Linked DNA regions of Mus musculus: region 2 is linked to region 1. Evidence: chromatin contacts called from public ChIA-PET data. All regions are on one chromosome and are shown on one strand. Each heading gives the region's core, a stretch centred on a gene start, on an enhancer-like site or on the middle of the called end of the contact. The rest is flanking DNA. Distances are from core to core; before and after follow the strand shown. Region 1 overlaps Mkrn1 (makorin, ring finger protein, 1). Region 2 overlaps Dennd2a (DENN/MADD domain containing 2A).

Region 1 (2,700 bases), core at 73-2,572:
GCATGCGTACCCTGATGGCCGTAGAGAGGAGCCACAGAGACAGAAAGTGGGAACATCAAGCAGATACCGGGTAACTCTCACTCTTTTTTTAAAGGAGGGGAAATCGCACACTGTCAGTTGAGACCTGCACATATTGGGGTAGGGGAAAATGACACTCAGGTGTGGGGGTGTGGGGGAGACTAGAGTAAAAGAGTCAGACTTCAGAAGATGGAAGGGGTAGGAAAGAAACAGTGTTCAAAAGCCCTAGCCTAACATGTTGGCTACAAATAGCCAAAGGGGAGGCACTGGCAAGGTGGACTAAGGGAGACCTCTGGTCCGCCATGCACTCCCTCCCTCCCTCCCTCCCTCTGTGCCACACGGTTTACCTGATGAGCAACAGGATAGAAGACACTGCTTGACAGTGCCACCCCTATCATGGCCTTGTTTCTTACAGGCCCAACGAAGGAGCCACTTCTGGGAGCTCATTGAGGAGAGAGAGAACAACCCCTTTGACAACGACGAAGAGGAGGTTGTCACCTTTGAGCTGGGCGAGATGTTGCTTATGCTTTTGGCTGCAGGTGGGGACGACGAGCTGACAGACTCTGAGGACGAGTGGGACTTGTTTCACGATGAGCTGGAGGACTTTTATGACTTGGATCTATAGCAGCGTTGCGTGGCGCGGGCACTGGTCTGCGGAGCCTCAGACAGTAGCTGTCCCCTGTGCTGTGTGGCAGTGCGTGTGGCTCTCCTAGGCAGGCCTCTCAAACTCCAGGTGCTGTGATCACTTCCCAGGGCCTGTTCCTCTACCCTCACCTCCCCCAAGAGTGTGTTGTTTTCTCTGTTTCAAAAGTTACAAAAATAAATCTTAAAGTTAGTTTTTTGTAACATGAATTTAACTGTCAGACAGTTAGTGTAGGTTTGTTGCGCCATCTGTCCTCAGCCAGGTTGTGTTCATGGACTTTGCACACTCATTCTGAGACCCCTTTGAGGTTCAAAGGAAAAAGCACTGATTGCTTTGGGGTCCAAGGATAGGGGCAATTGGGAAAAAAGGGACCTAAGTCGCTCTCTGCGCTAGATGTGGGAGGGCTCCCCGAGGTTTCTGGGAGATCTGCACCTTCATGGTTTAGAGCTGTTCCCTGCCCTGTAATCCCCTACATGTGCTTGTCCTGTGGGTTTGGGTTCTTGTTCAGTTGCACGCAAGAAAGACTACTGGGTAACCAGAACCAGGTGCAAATGTGTTGAGGTTAACCTGAGAAAAATGTAAAAACACAGGGAGGATGCAGTGGCATTCCATCAGCGCAGAGCTGGCAGCTAACTCCCAAGGGTCGATGGACTTGGTGGGCGAGCACGAGCGAGCATGTGAGCAGCTTCCTTCCCATCTGTGCATAGGTGCAGTATTCTTAGCTTTAGTGGGCAGATGTGGGTTAGTGGTTTCAGCCACATGTGTCGGTAGATCTTAAAGGACCAAGCAGTATGTCAGTAGTTGTTAACGTAGCAGTAGCTGTCTGTCTGTATGCTAGAGAAACGAGATCAGCTGTAGAGGTTAAACGACCTGCTTGTCCCCCTCTCAGTACAAGCTGGGTCTTGGACACACTGATGTTTTGAATGTTTTACAGTCTAGCCTTTTCAGTCAGGCACTTTTTGGAAAAAACTTTGTCCTCATTTGAGGGGGCCTGTTGTGAGGTTCTGTGCTTGTTTTTGTGGGTATCTGCCTCATTCCATCCCTGAGCTTTGACAGGAAGACAGGTGGATTCCAAACTGAGGTGCTGGTTGTACTAGAGGTATCTGTCGGTTTGCAGAAGTAATGAACCCTTCCCCACCGAAGAAAAGGGAGGGTGCGGCCACCCACGAGGCAAGCAAAAGTTAAGTTGCTAAAATTCCTTGGCGGGAATTTCACCTTTGCATTTTGTTGCTCTCTTTCCTGAAATAACGTGGGAGATGCTCTGATCTGTCCTCTGCTTTGCTTCCGCGGAACTCACCCAGTCTTAAAAACACATCATCATTGCAGAGGCCTCTGTATTTTGCAGCTGCCCTTTTGTAAGAAGCACTTTTCCCAAATAAAACGATTTAAAAAAAAAAAAAAAATTGGTCTTGTGTGATGACCTGGCTTCAGAACTACAGATGGCAGAGTTGCTCATATCGTTCTTAATCATGTGTAGATTGGCTAGAAGTGGGCCTCTTCAAGATGGCCAGGCTGCCTTCATCCACAAGTTCACAGTCTCTCTCCTAGTAATAAGTGCTTGCAGTGAGGCCTGGTTCAGTCGGGCTCCTAAATAAGACAGGTGATTGGGAACTTGAAAGACTAATCTTTTTGTTTTGTTTGTTTGAGTCAGGATTTCTCCATGTAGCCCTGGCTGTCCTGGAACTCACTGTGAAGACCAGGCTGGCCTCGAACTCAGATCCTCCTGCTTCTTCCTTCCTAAATGCTAAGATTAGTGCTGTTCAGCACCACACCAGGCTTAAAAGTGTAATTTTTGCAAGATTTATTTATTCACTTTTTTTTTTTTTTTTTTTTTTGAGACAGGGTGTGTCTGTGTTCCCCTGGCTATCCTGGAACTCATTCTGTAGACCAGACTGGCCTTGAACGCAGAAATCCGCCTGTCTCTGCCTCCCAAGTGCTGGGATTAAAGGCGTGCGCCACCACGCCCAGATTCACATTTTTTATGCACATCAGTGTTCTGTTTTCATGCTCACTAGAGAGCATCAGATCCCATTACAGAT
Region 2 (2,700 bases), core at 139-2,638, 65 kb before region 1:
CAATTATAAGGACAGTAAAATCCCTTATAAACCCCAGGCTTGAAAGCGTATTTATAGGCACAGCTGCGCCTCAGAAGCAAGGTTTCCCGAGCTATCGAGGAAGAAGGTCAGTGCAGAAGCACAAAGGCAGGCATCTAACATATCCTGGGTATTTCTCCTCACCAGGTCTGTTTGAAGTCCGAGCCCAGGAGTACCTGGAAACCCTGCCCAGCGGAGAGCACAGCGGAGTCAATAAATTCCTCAAGGGACTGGGTAAGGCTGGGTCCCTGTCGCCAGCCTCAGCTCTAAACCATCTTTCCTGGAGTCTTCACTACTTCCATCCACAAGAGCCAGGAACGGTACAGGGTGGACTGTCTACCTCTCTTAGTCTGTCCCTGGGAACTAGGGTGGCCTCACTGACATCCTTGCCACCATCTTCTGAACCCCCGAGTCTTGTGGCAACCAACAGAGGCAGCATGCCCTGGGCGAGGCAGGGAGTACCTTAACACAGGTAGGATTCCTCCCAACCTCCGAATGCCCCTGAGCAAAAAAGAATCATCAAGAGGACTGCTGGTGGTGGCGGCGCACACCTTTAATCCCAGCACTCGGGAGGCAGAGGCAGGTGGATGTCTGAGTTCGAGGCCAGCCTGGTCTACAGAGTGAGTTCCAGGACAGTCAGGGCTACACAGAGAAACCCTGTCTCAAAAAACCAAAAGAAAAAAAAAAAAAAGAAGAATCATCAGGACTACAGTTTAATCAGCAAAAAGGTCCTTAAGGGTGCACACTGTGCTCCAGAGTAAACCCTGGAGGTGGAGGAGGAAGATCAGGAGCTGTGTGACCAGCCAGCAAGACATCACAGCATGTGGCACACAAGCCTAAGTCCAGTCCCCAGAACCCACATAAACGCGGGAGGAGGGAACTGAGTCCACAAAGATGTCCTTTGACTCCACAGCCTGCTGAGAGACACACACTTTCCTGTGCACCCCCTCCCTCCCCTCCCCCCCTGATAAAATGTTCTCACTTTCTTTTTTAGGCAATAAAATGAAGTTTCTCCACAAGAAATAACCCTCATCTTGGCCCAAGGGAAAACCTCCTCCCTACGCCCCAGTCCTCCCAGGATGGACCCCTTAGCTGGGCAGGTGGCACGCGCTCACAACAGCTCCGGAAGGGACCAGCCAGCATGCAGAATGTTGTTACTGTGGTTAGTTGCTTCTGGGACCTTTAAATCTTAGATATTAAAAGAGAAGAAGAAGGAAAGTGTTTGGCTCTTCCTTCATTCAGCTCTCCTGCCCCATCTCATCGCCTCTGGGCCAGCTCATTGACTCTGTGGAGCCAGGAGTTAGGAAGCGCGGCAGCCACAGAAACACTTCTGCCCACGCCACTGCTTCTTCCGCACTGGTCTATGACGCCACCTGGTGGCAGAGACTGGACTTTACTGTTCTTGACTACATTTTCTTTTTTTTTCTCCTAGAAGCCGTATAGCTCCATTCATGCCCCAAAAGTCTGTGGCTTTTAGAGGGACACATTTAAAAAAACAGGAAATCTTGTTAACTGGTAATAAAATGTTCTAAGGGTCCTGAAGTTTCTATTTCCTGTGGCCCAACCATGACACTTAGGCCACTGCTGTGAGCCTGTTCCTCTTGACCAACAAAGCTAGGAGAGGTTTCTGTAGTTGCTTCTCTTTTATGAGAGAGAGGACCCGAATCAGCTGACCTGTGGGGACAGTAAGAGTCTGCAGGAGCCCTGTGTGCAGCAAAGGAAGGTTCTCGGGCTGGCCTCGGGGCTGCCACCCCGATACTGTGAATGCCACCAAAAACTGACTACATCTGGATCGCCTCTGACCTGGGCAGGATTAATAGGAGTGCGTGGCTGGGATGTTGGAGGTAGCCAGAGAAAGCAGGTGAGCACAGCACGGGGGCTCAGGGACCGATTCCACAAGCTCCTAGGCTTAGGTAACTTTCTGATAGCAATATTCTGTGTATTTTTATATTGCCCCCAAGTGATCACAGTTAGTATTTTGGAATATACGTTCTTTTCTAACTTATTTTATATTATACTGTTTTACTTAAGAACTTCAGGTGAATAAATAAATAAGTATATCTTTATCAACATTCCTAGTGAGTGTATAATATTCTATTTTATTGATGTTTTTGTATTTGACTTAAACAAAACCTAAAATAAAATTGGGGGAATGTGCTAGGCGGTGGTGGCGCACACACACCTTTAATCCCAACACTTGGGAGGCAGAAGCAGGTGGATTTCTGAGTTTGAGGCCAGCCTGGTCTACAAAGTGAGTTCCAGGGCAGCCAGGGATACACAGAAAAAACCCTGTCTCAAAAAATCAAACAAACAAACAAATATTGGGGGAATGTACTAGGCTATTTGTATGAAGAGGCTTTTTTCTTTTCCTTTTTCATTTTTTGAGACAGAGTTTCTCTGTATAGCCCTAGCTGTCCTGGAACTCACTTTGTAGACCAGGCTGGCCTTGAACTCAGAAATCCACCTGCCTCTGCCTCCCGAGTGCTGGGATTAAAGGCGTGCACCACCATACCCGGCTCTTTCCTTTTTTTTTTGTTTTGTTTTGTTTTTTTCAAGACAGGGTTTCTCTGTATAGTGCTGGCTATCCTGGAACTCAGTCAGTAGACCAGGCTGGCCTCGAACTCAGAATTTTGCCTGCCTCACAAGTGTTGGGATTAAAGGTGTGCACCCCCTGCCACACTG

The links. ChIA-PET counts read pairs in DNA pulled down with a chosen protein or histone mark.
Region 2: a contact with region 1 is called in an RNA polymerase II ChIA-PET map of memory CD8 T cells, with 6 read pairs. The contact joins two enhancer-like sites. A contact is called at or near these places in 3 of 39 promoter capture datasets (embryonic stem cells, macrophages and stem cell-derived epiblast-like cells), 22 of 484 Hi-C or Micro-C datasets (differentiating embryonic stem cells, embryonic stem cells, fetal liver and 2 more), 8 of 115 datasets of contacts at active chromatin or transcription factors (embryonic stem cells and memory CD8 T cells) and 3 of 9 other capture datasets (adipose tissue, liver and pancreatic islet).

Annotation. Positions count from the first base shown.
Region 1 is chr6:39,397,168-39,399,867 of GRCm38.p6, reverse strand. It overlaps Mkrn1 (makorin, ring finger protein, 1), which reads left to right. Exons shown (of 8, transcript NM_018810.2): 7 at 1-70; 8 at 434-2,047. The coding sequence ends at 643. Among named protein-coding and RNA genes, the nearest start is that of Rab19, 17 kb to the right of the region's middle. Within about 2 kb of position 1,322, at least 15 of the 459 cell types and tissues checked have an H3K27ac peak or open chromatin away from gene starts, as enhancers often do. A contact at or near this core is called in memory CD8 T cells, where this site is marked.
Region 2 is chr6:39,461,764-39,464,463 of GRCm38.p6, reverse strand. It overlaps Dennd2a (DENN/MADD domain containing 2A), which reads left to right. Exons shown (of 19, transcript NM_172477.4): 18 at 166-252; 19 at 1,013-2,086. The coding sequence ends at 1,044. Among named protein-coding and RNA genes, the nearest start is that of Gm52860, 7.3 kb to the left of the region's middle. Within about 2 kb of position 1,388, at least 48 of the 459 cell types and tissues checked have an H3K27ac peak or open chromatin away from gene starts, as enhancers often do. A contact at or near this core is called in memory CD8 T cells, where this site is marked.